3 separate regions of the Mus musculus genome follow, and regions 2 and 3 are each linked to region 1. The links are chromatin contacts, called in public promoter capture Hi-C and targeted proximity ligation maps. All regions are on one chromosome and are shown on one strand. The core of a region is the stretch at or near the end of the contact, and the rest is flanking DNA. Distances in the headings are between cores, read along the strand shown.

What was found. Capture Hi-C pulls out chosen DNA fragments and counts their contacts.
Region 2: a contact with region 1 is called in a targeted proximity ligation map of pancreatic cancer cells. A contact is called at or near these places in 9 of 39 promoter capture datasets (the C10 cell line, the HPC-7 cell line, HPC-7-derived erythroid cells and 5 more), 11 of 484 Hi-C or Micro-C datasets (CD4 T cells, T follicular helper cells, bone marrow-derived macrophages and 7 more), 23 of 130 datasets of targeted methods (CD8 T cells, the NIH/3T3 cell line, the SCID.adh cell line and 18 more) and 3 of 9 other capture datasets (adipose tissue, liver and pancreatic islet).
Region 3: a promoter capture Hi-C map of liver shows a contact between it and region 1. A contact is called at or near these places in 7 of 39 promoter capture datasets (the 3T3-L1 cell line, the C10 cell line, cranial neural crest and 3 more), 5 of 484 Hi-C or Micro-C datasets (the 3T3-L1 cell line, cardiomyocytes, forebrain and 2 more), 4 of 130 datasets of targeted methods (the 230-238 cell line, effector CD8 T cells, embryonic stem cells and 1 more) and 3 of 9 other capture datasets (adipose tissue, liver and pancreatic islet).

The regions. Positions count from the first base shown.
Region 1 is chr19:29,098,898-29,103,901 of GRCm38.p6, forward strand. It overlaps Rcl1 (RNA terminal phosphate cyclase-like 1), which reads left to right and starts at 2,478. Exons shown (of 9, transcript NM_021525.2): 1 at 2,478-2,743. The coding sequence starts at 2,608.
Region 2 is chr19:29,235,498-29,240,501 of GRCm38.p6, forward strand. It overlaps Gm41829 (a long non-coding RNA gene), which reads right to left. Exons shown (of 2, transcript XR_877802.2): 2 at 2,560-5,004. Among named protein-coding and RNA genes, the nearest start is that of Gm41829, 7.4 kb to the right of the region's middle.
Region 3 is chr19:28,961,998-28,967,001 of GRCm38.p6, forward strand. It overlaps Plpp6 (phospholipid phosphatase 6), which reads left to right and starts at 1,923. Exons shown (of 1, transcript NM_028922.3): 1 at 1,923-4,804. The coding sequence starts at 2,004. The coding sequence ends at 2,882. It overlaps 4430402I18Rik (RIKEN cDNA 4430402I18 gene), which reads right to left. Exons shown (of 14, transcript NM_001374140.1): 3 at 1,539-1,676.

The sequences.
Region 1 (5,004 bases), core at 1,228-3,727:
GAGTGAGACACATTTCATTTACCATTTAGTTAGGCAGAAGGTCCTAGGAACAAATTAATAAATTGTACAGAATATAAACATAGGCGGCATTCTACAGAGCTGTGCTGTAAGCTTCTATTCACTTACAGTCCAACTTGTGAGCTATCTTGGTGTGAAGACAAAATAAGGTCCCATAGACAAGACTCTCAGTGTGGTACCTGCTGGCACTCACTCTGTAATATCATGCAAACATTTGTTGTGGGTTGCTAATTCGTTACTGCTCAGGGATGTGCAGTCGTAGCTATCTAAACTAAAACAGCAATGTCTGTACCACACTGAATGACTTTCAGTTACTTATTATTGTGTAACAAATCACCCAACCCCGTAGCTGGCACTAATTTGTGGCTATGCAATGTGGACAGGACTTGGTGAAACAGCTCATCTTTACCTCAGATGGCATTAGTGAAGGTGCTACCAAAGACCAGTCAGGGAGTCTAGGGGTGATGAGTGAAACTGTCTGCTGGCTTACTCGATACCCTGTCTGGCACTTGATTCTGGCTACTGGGCCAGTTAGCTCTCTTCTATGTGGCTTTTGCTGCATTCCAACTATGCTGAAGACGCTTCTCCCCTACCCCCGCATCCCCCAGAAGGTTTAGAAGTCTAAAAGAATAGCTTAGTAAATGGAGCTGTCATTGTGATTCTGCCATTTACTGTGTTGCTTACAACAAGCTCCCCCTCCCCCTTCTACATCTCAGTTCTCAGATTTTATAAGTCAGGACTTATTCTCAATTGCCCAGAAGACGCGGAGGCAAAAAATGAGAGTGGACATAATTTATTTGAGAGTTATTTCTAGCACGTATCAGAGAGAAGCTGGGAAGGGATACAGGGAAAGAAGCCAGGAGATGGTGCTTAACCAAGAGGATGCCACAGCCAGAAACTGGAGCTGAAAGGACACCCCAGAGTTACCTCCTGGATGTGCAAAGAGAGCCTGGGTATTTCCATGTCAGCCCAGGACAGTCATTGCCTGAAGACTAGGAGAATTGATACCTCAGTACTATTGGCCTGCAATTCCAGGTGGGTTTGAAAATCTAGAAGCAGAGGTGAGACGCTGATGGAATAAAACTCAGAAGGTCTCCATTGAAAGCAGTGAGCTCTGAACGGATGTGAGCATTCTTTATTGAATAATATCTTTTTTCTAAAGACTATTGAGTAATTAAACGAGATAGCATTAAAAAAGAAAATGAAAAATCCATTCCTGATGTGAAAGTACCCCTGGTGCTTTAGTATTCTTCACAACAACGTTTAGAGGAGAGCCTATGGGTCCTGGAGCTTTTCCAAAGAACGCTGCCTGTCAGATGCCGCTTAGCTGTGTAAAGGCAGTCTTAACAGAATGGCGTTGTGGTAAGTGGGTTAGCTGCCTCAGTGGATTTCAGGGCTGATCCGTAGACTCTTCTCTGATGGCCACTGATGCTCCTCGGGGTTTCCTTGGGACTCTCACTCGCTTAGGATGGCCCCCTTTTTTTTCTTTCTCCAGCTTCTACTCCATCCTTCACTGTGCTTTCTGGGACTTAAGGTCTGGGGTTACAGCCCGTGAATGGCTGGCTGTAAACCTAACACTAAGACCACTGCGTTCCTAAGTTGGTAGTCATTTGATTGTTTTTTTAATGGAGGCGTGAAACAGTACAATATTTAGAAAGGTTTTGTAGTGCAAGCTTGGATGACAGGACAGATGGAAAAGCAAGATCTCCACCCACCCATCCCCCGTGCATGCATGAGCATGTATGTCTTGAAGTTATTGCAACTGTCCATTTTGAGTCATGCGAGGTTACAGATATGTCTTGACACCAAACTCAAAGAATATGAACGAAGGGGCAGCTGAGAAAGGGACAAAGAGAGGCCCCTCATTACAAAATAAGCAGCGGTCTCTTGTCTAAAGGCTCGGGGTCCTAGTTCAGGCAGCCTCTGACAGCTTGGCAATTTCCCGGGAGTGAAAGATTGCAGGCTGCACCTCAGAGGATTTCGGCTCAGACCCAGACAAGGCGCCTACAACAGGGTAAGCGTGTCAATCCTGTTCTCTTCGGTGGCAGGAAAACGCGGGAGAGGCTAGCTAGCATCCTTGCCCGGGGCTGCCGTAGGTACGTTGCTAAGTACCACCAGCTGTGGGCACCCAGGCGGAGCCATTGCCTCCTTTATCGCATAGGCCGTGAAAGTCCGGCACAGACAGACAGACAGACCCCCAAGGCGTCTGGGCGCCGGGGTTTCCCCGCAGCACTAACTGGGTCCCTCCAGCCGCGCGCTGTTGCTGGGGCCCGGGCACCGCCCTCTTTCACTACCGGCCAATGGCAACGCGGCATGAGCACCGCCCAGCTACAGCGCAGACCAATGGCGACGCAGAGAGGGCAACACCCAGATCCCTCGTGGGCCAATGGTAGTGTGCCTCGGAGGCCGGGCCGCCCCAGCCAGGGGAGGAGGCGGGCGGGCGGCCGCTGGCTCCGCCCCGCTCCCCTCTGACCCGGTGTCTAGTCGCTCTGTCTTCCTGTTCTAAACCACGTGGACGCGTCGGGGGCTGCCTTGGTCCTGGTCGCGCTCCCGGGTCCCGGGTCCCGGGCCTCTGCGGACGGCGCGCACATGGCGACCCAGGCGCACTCACTCAGCTACGCGGGGTGTAACTTCTTGCGCCAGCGGCTGGTCCTGTCCACCCTGAGCGGGCGACCGGTCAAGATCCGCAGGATTCGCGCCAGGGACGACAACCCGGGCCTCCGAGGTGACTTGGGAGGGGGCGCGAGGAGGGAGGACCCGGGGTCGTAGCCCGGAGTGGCCACTGGGCGCGTGGGAGGGATGGTGGTCGGGCGACAGATCTGTCCGCGAGCTGCGCCACGCGTGGAAGGATGCCCTGTGGCTCCTGGGCACGGGTAGTAAACAGCTGCACGTTTTCCTGGCTAGCTTGTTGCTACGAATCGTAGGCATCGCCCACTCGCTTCCCTCTCTTGAGTCTCTTGCTTTCGCCATAAACCTCCCTGGAGAAAAACAAACAGTTTATTGGACCAACATCTAGTGATTGAGTGAGACATTAGAGAGAAAAGTACCACAGATTGGTTTCCCAATCTCATCCAAAGCAGGTCTCTGAAACCGCTGCCCCGCTTGGACACCAGTTTTTGTCGCCATTATTTATCTCCTCCCCCCCCCACCACACCCCCGCCCTATCTCTTCGGAAGTGTATTATAAAATTTTATTTTTAAACGATGCGCTTGTTTCTATTAGTCACCGATGTGCGCAGTAGCGAAGCTTTGTAATAGGGTTTTGTTTTGTTTTTCTTGAACCGGAGTCTCATGTTGCTCAGGTTGCCTTCAAACTATGTATGTAACTGAGGATGCCCTTCAAGTCCTGTTCCTTCTACCTCCCCACCTCCCGAGTGCTGGGATTACAGGTCTGCTCCTGAGCGCTCAACCAAGATAGTTTTTACGTCGTAGACGTAGTTGTCTTGGCTTAAGGAAAAGGAAGGCCAAACATTAAACTGCAGGCTTCAAAGGTCTTATTGATTTATCTGTCTCACAAAGGTAGATAGATAGGTTGAACCCATCATTTGAACCCGCGTCTTGTTAAATGGCTTTGGTTTGCAGCTGTTCCCCTAGAATTTAGGTGCGTGTTCAAAAGTGTCTCCAAGATCCCTTCTGATAAAGACAATTGAACCAATTAAAACCAAAAAGAGAAAAAAAAAAAAAACTATCAGTAGCCTGAAAGGGGGGGGGGGGTTGTAGTTCGTTCAGGAGACCTCCTGGGTCAGGCTGGTATGTTTATTTTTGCGAGGTTTTTTTTTTTTTTTTTCTTTTCTTACTAGAGGGCTAGATTATTTCATCATGTCTGAATTTTTTTTTAATAATTTCATTGCTACCACTGTAAACGTTTTGTGCATGGTGATGGAAATAGGTTAGGAAAGAAAAAAAAAACAGAAGGCTTGTTAAGGGAGTGAGTAAAGTCTGTCTTCCCTGTTGGAGAGAGCACTGGGCTTGGTGACACAGCCTTGTAATCCTAGCACTCTGTAGGCTGAGGCAGGAGGATCCCAAGTTCAAGGCCAGCTTGGGCCACACAGTGTGTCTCTGAGTTAGAGGTCAGCCTGGTCTACACTTGTGAGTTCTTTTTTTTTTTTTTTTGGTTTTGTTTTTTTGTTTTTTGTTTTTTTCTTTTTCGAGACAGGGTTTCTCTGTGTAGCCCTGGCTGTCCTGGAACTCACTTTGTAGACCAGGCTGGCCTCGAACTCAGAAATCCGCCTGCCTCTGCCTCCCGAGTGCTGGGATTAAAGGCGTGCGCCACCACCGGCTGGCTCACTTGTGAGTTCTAACCTAGCCAGAGCTGCATAGTCAGACCTTGTTTTGGGAAAAAAAAAAAACAAGACCGTTTAACAGAAACAAAACCTGAAAGCAAACAGTCAAAAACCTCAGAGTTTGAGGAGAGATGATGACTAAATTGGTTGTACTCCATTCTCTCAAATCTCTTACCCCCACTCCCTCTGCACCCCCAGTTTTAAATCTGGTCCTTGGGAGAGGTTATTGCTTGGGCTGCTGTGTTGTGTTTCCAACCCCAGATTAGCCTAGAGACCTTGCTTCTACTGTGACCACTGGGCACAAGGTTTTACTTTAATTAATTAATTAATTAGTTAATTAATTAATTAATTAATTAATTAATTAAGATTGCAAGTGCTTTAGCATGGAGACTTGGGCTTTCTTTCACAAATATGTTACCCATAAGATAGAATTCAGAGTTGACTTGATAGGTGCCTTCTAATACAGTATTTCAATGTTTCTAGGAACTCACATGTGGGTTCCTTTTTCTTTCAAAAGCAGGATCTTGCCCTTGGCATTTTTCTGAAAAGCTAGGGATTCCGGTACCTGGGGAGGCAGTACTAGCTGGGATTCTATGGGGTGCCACTGTAGAACATAGTTTGCTTTGCTCCATGTCTTAGGGTTCTGTTGGTGTGGAAAAACAGTCTGACCCTAGTCCATCTGGGGAGGGAAGGGTTTATTTCAA
Region 2 (5,004 bases), core at 1,629-4,128, 140 kb after region 1:
TGTGTCTAAAAATGTCTTCCACATTAAATGGATGTTCGTCTATACTGTCCTTTTGTCTGTAGGCCAATTTAAAGATCATTCTTATTCTGAAAGAGTAGAGTATCGCCACAGATATTTGAAATTTATTTGATCAAGGCACTGGCTACTTCATAATATGGTTATTATCTTCAAAATAAAGAATGAAATACTGTGTGTTGGCATTTAGTCTAGACTCTGCCCCAAAGTTACCTGGCAACAGCCAGCTGTGCCTGACTCTGTATAAAAAGGGATGCTTGCCCTTCCTCTCTCTCTCTTGCTCTCTTGCTTTTGCTCTATCTTCTTGCTTCTTACCCTCTCTCTCCCCATCCCACCACTACATGCTCGTGGCCAGTCTACACCTCTCTCTCTCTCTCTCTCTCTCTCTCTCTCTCTCTCTCTCTCTCTGCCTTTCTCTCAACTCCCTTCCCCATGCACTGAATAAAGTCTGTTCTATACTATACCATCATATGGATGGTCCCTCAGGGAGAAGGGATGGATGGCTCAGTATGGTCCTGCAGAGGCACCTCCACCAAACATATCCCTGGTTTCTTTATCTTTTTATAAAACACAGCACTGTGAAGATGTATATTTCCATGACTGAATGTTACAATTATGTGCACATTGTTGTCATTGATGCAGTGGGGGACTTCTTTTTTTGGCCCTTTTGTCCTCCACTGATTAGAAGCATGAGGAGAAAGAACTGCCCTTCTTTGTCAAGGGCCCAGACTGCCATGTGGACTTGCTGTATCTCAAGTCAACTCAATAATTATTTGTTGAAGGCATGTTTATTGTTCTACCCATTGTGGGAACTAACTCAAACACATTATTTGACCTAACATATAATCTTGCCTAGAAATGCAGACTACAGAAAGCATCTGGTTGAGACATACAAAGCATTAAGGAATAGAGGGAGAACATTGAATGTCACTGCTATTTCCTAGATTATTAAAAACTGATTTCACAGCCAACTGTCATTCATCCAGGAAGTGGTTGTCTTCAGTTCTCCACAGTTTAAGTAGAATTACCAGTATTTTGATGAAGATAGATGCTCCACTACAATTCCTCCGCCTGCAATTTATGTCCCTTTTAAATAAACATTAGATGTGCAATTTTAAAACGATGGCCTAGTTAAAAGATAGGTCAATTTTGTATTTAGTCTTAGATATTGTCTCCAAGAAATGTCATATGTACAGGCAAATATCTCCAAATCTGTGACAATTTCAATCCCCAAAGATTTTGGACATAGATGTTTCTCACCTGTAGCGGTCACTTGTGTGGCTTCTCACCTGTAGTAGTCACTTGCGTGCTGTCTCAACTTTTGCCCTTGGTTTCACTTCCTCTTTCACACCTGGGGAAGTTCCAAACCCTGACAGAGTTGAACTTTTTATTCTGAACTTTGGGGTGGGTGGAGAGACACCCACAACAACGCTGTTGTTGAGCCTTGTGCCAAATTTTTGCTTTCTGGTGGGTTTTTATTTTTGTCTAGTAATCAACTACGGTCAGTCCTTGGTCCCTTTGCCCTCCTTGTCTTCTAGATAGTGTCTTTATGCCTCCGCTTTTATCTTTAAAGCCAGCATTTGTACATATCAGCCACCCCCTTCCTTTGTCAGTTGATCTTCTTTATGCTTGGGGGTGGGGATCAGCCAGCAAATGAGAAGAATCAGCAGTCAGTTTTGTTCCCTTACAATGTCTTCTCTTATTGTCAACTGTGCAGTTTTTCTGCTTAAGAAGCTGCGGTATGTTTGCAGGGTCAGGTGACTGCCTGCAGCTACTCTTGCTCGGTCTGTGGCAGCATCTAGGCTGACAGCCTTTTCTCCGCCTCCCCCACCCACTCGATGGGCTCTTTACAGACTAATGAGCATGGTGAGGACATTAGAGCTATTTTTGTTTTACAAATAGATATAAATCCTTTGAACGACACCCAATGTACCCTATGCCCTTAGCTATTATGTATTATTTATATCAGGATTCTTTTCGAAGTGTTTTCTATGCACAAAATACATACTTAATAAATACCTGTTGTGCTACCAGAGATGAATGTAGTTTAAGATTAAAATGATCTAAAACTAAAGATTCATAATATCCAGAATTCTATGACTATAGATGAATGGAGATTGGTATACCATAATGAGATTTTAAAATATTACTCTGGCTGTAGTCAGTAAAATTTAAATGCATATTTCCTTTAGTCCAGAGAGTCTAAGTGTGTATTTTGGGCAACCTTTTTGTGCTTTGAAATGTATGTACAACACATGTAGTTGTGAAAAATTAGAAAGCTAAATATCCACAAGTAGAGTTTTCAGTAAATTGAGAGTTACCTGTTTCCTGGAGACTATGTAAGAGTTTAAACAAATAGGACAGACTGTAAAGATTAAAATGAGTGTGTGGGGTGAAGAGCTGGTAACAGAAAGTACTAATATGGGATTATCATTTTTGCTTACAGAACTTCGCTGTTGGATATGTGTAAAAAATGCACTCCAGAGAGTGTGAAAGGTTATACACGGGCTCAGTGGTCAATTCTGAAAAATGAAGAGGGATAGGAAAGGCCAAGAGAGATTTACGATATTTTCCAAACATTTAAAACTTTACACAAGTGGCACGTATTAACACTTACTTAGAAATTTAAAACAGAGGACGGTAGTTTTCTCAGCGAACGTACATTAAAATGTTTTTATATCGACAGTAGACATGAAGGCATACACCCTACGCTTTCACGAGGTTTAAGACAAGCATATTTCAGTAATTAATAGTCGCCTTACACGTTTTTCCTGTCATCATTCTTACTAAAGCTGAACTTGCTGGAATGTCCTTGGTTCCCGGCAAGCTTCCTGTGCTTCAGGAAAGGGCTGATTTGACATCTGGGAGGGATGTGTGTGATACCAACATTCTTGTAGCCGTGGAGTACCCAGCCAAAGCCTGCCTTAGGACTGCTACATCCTTTATCATTGTCGTGTGACAAGTGAAGGTGACAGGAAATAAGTAAACAGAAGCACTGCGATTCAATGGGAAAGCAAACAAACAGGAAAGAGTAATAAGGAGACTGATTTCTTCCCTCTAACAAGTCGCTGTCAATTCTCAGGCAGCATTTCCTGTGTCAGACAGGGGAATTTAAAAAGTCCAAGACTTGTCTGGACTTCAGTTTGAGAAGCACTACCTAGTCTATTACTTTTCTAGACTACCCTAGACTACCACATTGGATGGCTTATATCAGTAGGAACTTATTCTTTCATAAATCTGAAAACTAGGCTTCCCAAGGGGTTGGCAAGGGTCAAGCTTCGTGTGAAGTTTCGGGGTGAGAGGATTCCTTCGTTGCTTCTTCCAGCTTCTGATGGCCCCCAGGTCTCTTTAACCTGTTCCTCTTTAGGAAGATGTGTCACGGTGACCTCTGCCTCCAATTCACATAGCCTGTGTTCCTGTGCATTCCTAGGAATTCCTGTCATTCCAGGTCAGGGTTCACCTTAGTGCTTTCATTTGTTGCTTGATTAGCTCTGCAGAGAGAGTATTTTCCAACGAGCATTTCCACATCCATAGGAAATAGTGGTTAGGACTTCAACATATTTTCTCGGGAGACCCAATTCAATTTGTACTAGACTGGCTGAAGTTTGATCTGTTGTGAATGATGTAAGTTTTTTTTTTTTTTTTAAGAAAGCAACTTCCAGGAAAATGAATTTAGATATGTGCTCTTGTAGTGGGCTTCAGAATATACCAGCAACGAAAGAATCAATAGAAAGCACTTTCTCAACAGCAGCTGCCTCTCCTTAGAGGAGCACACCTGCCTTCCATTCATCAGCTCTCACGATGGGTAGATAAAGAGGCATAGTTTCAAGACTTCCAAAAGAGGAGGCACCAGAGGGAAAGATTTAGAGGAACACAAAGGTCTAAAGACAAATGGGCATTTGCTTTAATGCTGGAGACTCAGCTAAAGGTTCTGTGGCATGACTTTAAATAGGAGAGCGTCATCATGGAGCAACAGCATATCCCAGTAGTGTTTTACAGGAATTGTTAGGGAGGAGGGGCTAACCAGAGCCAGCACTTGCCTATGGCTGCCTCCCCTGTTTTCCTCCCTCTACTGGTCCACTCCTCTGCAACTCCAGGTATGAGAACCCAGACATTACTCTTACGGTGGTTGCCTCAACCCCAGAGTATGGGTGATCTCACTTCCTGCAAACAAAAAAGGGATGTATGGTCTATGACTCTCAATTCCAAATTCCCTGGAAGGGAACTTCTGGTTCTGCTTGAGTCAGGTGTTCATTATGCTCCAATCAACGGAAACAGAGAGGGGCACACACTAACTAGGCAATGGAGGCTGGCACTTCTAGCCATTATGTTCTTTAGAAAGAAGCTAGGCTTGGGAGAAAGAGTGTACACTTTAGTCTCAGAAGTCAATACTTTCTACATTGGCACTTCAGTATGGACATTTTCTATTTTTAGGTTGTCACATTTATTTTTATACATGTATTTACATATGTGTGTGTGCACACGCCCACAGGAATGTGAGTTGCACCCACCGTAAGAGATATGTAGGGGTCAGAGGTCAACTCACCGGATTCAGTTCTCTCCGTCTATGTTCAAGCTTCAGAGGAATTTCCTCAAGTGGTCAGACTTGGTGACAAACACATTTACATGTTGAACTTTCCACCTGAATTTCTGCTTTTCACAGTAGATCTTGCAACGTATTGTTTTCAAAAATAACAATTTGTGGGCAGGTAACTCTCACTGTCTTTAGTCAACTCTTGTGTTGTTGACACTGCTGTCTGTGATCCCAGATGCTCAGCGGCACAGGGGGTTCGTGAGTTCAAGCCCAGCTCGGTGCACATTGTAAAACTACATTTCAAAAAACTTTTTTTTCCCCTTTGTTCAAAGTAGAGCAAAGTTGCACTTGACATTCTGTGTATTTAGACAGATAATTACCCTAACCTAAAAGGGTTTACATAGTGGAAAACTATTTGGTTCTCATGTACAGTCTGCTCATGTCAAAGGAAAGGA
Region 3 (5,004 bases), core at 673-3,172, 140 kb before region 1:
GTGGGCTACTTGTGTATGTGAGCTCTAAGAACCTAACATATCTACCTACGTTACGTGTAAGGGTTTTTCTCAAGGGTGATCTTGGGAAGCAAACACTTAGCTTAGTCTATTCAAATACAATGGCTTGTGAATTTTTATGAGGAATTTGTTTACCCACGTACTTTTAAATTATTCAAATCTAAGCCATGCAAAGAGATGTGGGGAAGGAAAATGCTTTTGCTATGTGCCACACGAGTTTTCAGCTAAAGAATGGAACAGATCTCAAGAAACCTGGAACTAGAAGAAACTAGAATATGAGCCTAAACAACTCAAAGAAAAAAAAATGGTTCCATGGTATGTTTGACTAGAAACCTCAGGCTTTCCCACCCAGCAGGAGAAGCATCTAAATTGTGAATCTCAGGCATTCTCTTTTTTAAAAACAGAGGTGGTCAGATTAAGTTAAGTTCCCAAGGTATTGATGGATGTATCATGCCCTGTTAGAATAATTTCATATCTATGCACCTCTTACAATTCTATCTTAGAAGTCTGGTACAGGGCCAGCAACTGGTGAGTGGGGAAAGTGGTGGGGGTCATTTTCAGCACCTACTTCACACCATGTCTATCACCCACATATGGCCAGTAGGACCATCTGGGTTCTGACTATTTCCCAAGATAATATCCAATCACTTTTACCCAACCAGTTTCACGGACGTTTTTCCAATGAACAGGCTGCAGTTTTTAAAAACGCATCTTTTCTCTCATCCTTGGATTACAAGAAATAGGTAGGTTTCTGGAAAACATCTTCCAGACTTTAGGATCGATATGTACAATCTTCCCTCCACCCCAAAAGTCCACCTTAGGGGACCCTGGGCAAAACCACTAGGTTTACTAAAGATTACTCCAATTTCAACTCCAAAGCTAAAACCAGAACCTTAGGGTGTTGTTGGTGATTGCAGAGTATTGAATAGTCAGCAGCATACTGCAGTGGGAAGCCCTGGCCGGTGATTTTTACAATTTTTAAAATCACAATTGCACTCATTGGAATGGAATCTAGCCCTTACTACTATTGTTATATAACACGCACATGACTTAAGGAAACTCAGAAAATATGAACAGCTTTCTTGTTTAGTTACAGGCTTTCAATTACCAGGTACAGCTGATTTGGTTATAGTTTTAAGTTATTTTCCCAAGCTTAAGAAAGTTTTTCTTAAGATCTGCAGTTTATTAATAGCCCCTTTCATAAATGCAATGCAACTGTCTCTAACACCTCCAAGAACATTCAGAAACGCTCTCTGCTCCAGTTAGAAAATGCCATGGGAGTTCCAAGAATAGAAAGCATCCACCAGGGTATTTAGCACTCAATTGACAGAACTTGGCTCAGGCCTGCATTGCAAAAAGCAAGACTTCCAAACTATGGTTTTTGCCTCAAGGCCGCTTGTACTTTTTACACTGTGTTAAAAAAGGGGGGGGGGGGCGGGGAATAAATGTACAAAACCACTATTCTTTATGACCATTAAACTGGTTTCAGACAGCAAAACCCACTGAGAAGTCAAAATCACCTTTACAAATCTCATGCTCTGTTGAATCACAACAGGGAACACAGGGGGAAAGCAGTCTGTCTCCAGGTACTGATTCAGAAGGTAGACTCCAAGGTACACAGCTTCCTTGTCCGGCAGGAACACTCCGGGGCAAGAAATCTTAAAAAGAAGAGGAGGGCAATCAAGGGATTGGTTTTTTTTGTTTTTTGTTTTTTTTTTTTTTTTTTGTGCAGAGGGGCTGTTTATCCTAACCTCCCACAGCTCTGAAATGACGCCATCACTGCGTCCTTCACCTGCACTTCCCACCTCTCCTCAAGCTGGTACTCCCGGTTCCCTCCCACGTCTCCGCCAGGTGTCACAATCGTGCTCTGCGGCTCGGCTCCTCGGCCCGCCCTCCGGGATGGCAGTGCGGAAGCGGAAGAGGCTGACGGGCTGGGAAGCCTGTCTCCGGTCTGCCCGGGTCCCCGGGACCGGCCTCCCTCCGCGATGCCGAGCCCCCGGAGGACCATCGAGGGACGGCCGCTGGGCTCCTCGGGCGGAAGCAGCGTCCCGGGCAGCCCGGCCCACGGCGGTGGCAGCGGCGGCGGCAGGTTCGAGTTCCAATCGCTGCTGAACTGCCGCGCGGGCGCGGACCCCGCCTGCGCTCGGCTGCGCGCGTCCGACAGCCCGGTGCACCGGCGCGGCTCCTTCCCGCTGGCCGCCTCGGGCCCCGCACAAGCAGCCCCGGCCCCGCCGCCGGAGGACGCCCGCATGAACTTGAACCCGTCCTTCCTGGGCATCGCCCTGCGCTCCCTGCTGGCCATCGACCTGTGGCTGTCCAAGAAGCTGGGGGTGTGTGCTGGGGAGAGCTCGGCCTGGGGCAGCGTGCGGCCCCTGATGAAGCTGCTGGAGATCTCAGGGCATGGCATCCCCTGGCTGCTGGGCACCCTCTACTGCCTGCTTAGGAGCGACAGCTGGGCCGGGCGCGAAGTGCTGATGAACCTGCTCTTCGCCCTGCTGTTGGACCTGCTGCTGGTAGCTGTGATTAAAGGGCTGGTCCGCAGGCGCCGACCCGCGCACAATCAAAAGGACATGTTTTTCACCCTCTCGGTGGACAGGTACTCCTTTCCCTCGGGCCACGCCACGAGGGCCGCCCTGGTGTCGCGGTTTATCCTAAACCACCTGGTACTGGCCATTCCACTGAGGGTGCTGGTGGTCCTGTGGGCCTTCGTCTTGGGTCTCTCTAGGGTCATGCTCGGGCGGCACAACGTCACTGATGTGGCTTTTGGCTTTTTTCTGGGCTACATGCAGTACAGCATTGTGGATTATTGCTGGCTGTCACCCCACAATGTTCCAGTTCTTTTTGTACTGTGGAATCAACAGTGACACCATCTCATTGATTATTGACACCTTGAGGTCTGAAGGATTCCACACTCGAGGATGCTGACCTAAGCCAGAGCCATCTAGTTGCCCCTCTGGGCAACTTTGGGAATTCTGGGATCCCACTGTCTTGACAGGTTCCTAGACCGGAGCGCATGCTGGCTATTACTGAACACGGCCATACTTGAGAAACAAAGTCTACTGTGTATTTGACAGCTATTTATCACCAAGACAACTGTAAAGAAATCAAGCTGGCTGACTGTATGATTGCTATTTACTTAAAGTTGACAACGTTAATGAGTAATTCCCCTCACCCCCCAAAAAAACAATGTTATTACTTGTAAATTAAAATTTAAGAGCCATTAGCTAGATAAACCATGTGCTATTCCCACCCTTTACCTGCAGTAAATTTTAAACAATAATTTTAAAGTTCAAAACAGATTTTTTTTCTCCAATTTAACTCTCTGAATATGTTGCCATAATTGGAGCTTTTTCCTTCTTCTGATTCCTTTAAGCTCTCCCACCCTTGTGGACTTGGTAGTTAAGAGGTTCCACAGAGTATTTTCCTTTCTGCTCCCAGTACCTCTCAAACGATCTTTAGATAGTTAACTTCTACTACTATTTAACGTTATCTTTTAGCACTCATAGAACAAACCAAGATATGGAAGAAGACATATTCAAAAGGTGGGCTTGTCTAAGGTTCCCACAGAAATGTAAGTATGAGCCTACTGTTTTGTTTCCTAGTCCCATGGACAAGTAGCATACCAGGGGGCAAGAAGCTGAGCTGCTGGGGAGAGTCAGGGGAACTAAGAGCTTAGAAGGAGGCAGACCGGGAAGTAGGCCATGGCCAGGGGCAGGAAATGAAGCCCTGCTGTCGGTCACCTCTACTAAATCAAGCAAATGGTCCTCTATTAAGTAAAAAGTAGAAGAGCAATGTGGTTCTTTTCAGTGTGCCTGCATAGCGTTCCTGTGTGTACCCCAAGGATAACTGTATGCTATCCTTTCCCTATCGGTCCCACTGTGCTGTGTTCAGCACATTTTAGGTAACAGGACACAACTTGAAACTTTTCAGGAGAGCCTATTGCCCTACGTGAGCATTAGGTAAAACTCTTAAATTTCTGTTTACATTGAAAGCTGTTCATTCATGGCGCCCCCCCCCCCCCAATCATAAGACCAAAGATGACCAAATAATATGGTAGACTCTGATTACAGTCTGACCTAGAAAGACCAAAGAGGGGTATGCTCATGACATCTGTAAATGCTGCTGTGTCTGGAAAGAAAGTCTTTAAATCACTGGTGAAAGTGGCATCATCAGATAATCTCAATGGCCACTTGTTCTGGCATTTATAAATAGAAAGGACTGTGAGCTGTGGGCTATGGTCTAATGTTCAAAGATATGGGTGGACAGGACTGTGGAAGATGGACATGATAAACCAGTTCTCAGTAGGAGGAAGTAGGACCTTCGAGAGTGGGAGTCTGGTACACCCATTGGAACAAGTCCTTCGATAAATAAAACAGTTATCACATTCCCACAACAACCTAAACACAGACTACCTCTCCCCTCATCAGATCAGCTAAGCTGTGAGGTTCTAAGAGGTCTAGGTGTGTTTAAATTTCTGAAGATCATTTTTCATTATAACATTCAGGCCAGACACTTGAAAGTGACTGTTTGTTCTTATAGTGTCCCCAAGTCTGCTAATTAAGGGCCCACTTCTACTTTCTAGTCGCACTTCTGAAATTCCATATTTTGTTTGCTGGGGCCTGAGTTTGCTGGCTTTTAAAATATAGATCAGATCAATTTACCCGACTTCATGAATAATCCTAAATTCTCTGGAATAAAAAACTGATTTCTTTGTTAATTACTTGTACGATGAAGGATGCCTTTAAAAAAAAATCAAAATAAATTAAACTGGTAATGTTGAATGATATGAGGTGAAATCTTTAATTTCTGCTTTGATGTAAGAGAGATCACTTGGCTTCTTGGGGGCTCCTTCCTCATCCTGAACACTTGAAATTGATACAGCCCAACTGAGAACTGTCAGCAAGATGGAACCAAAACCAGGACCCTCTCGTTTTTCCTTTCATTTCTACGCGCTCAGTGAAACCATAGAGTTTACTGATTACACAG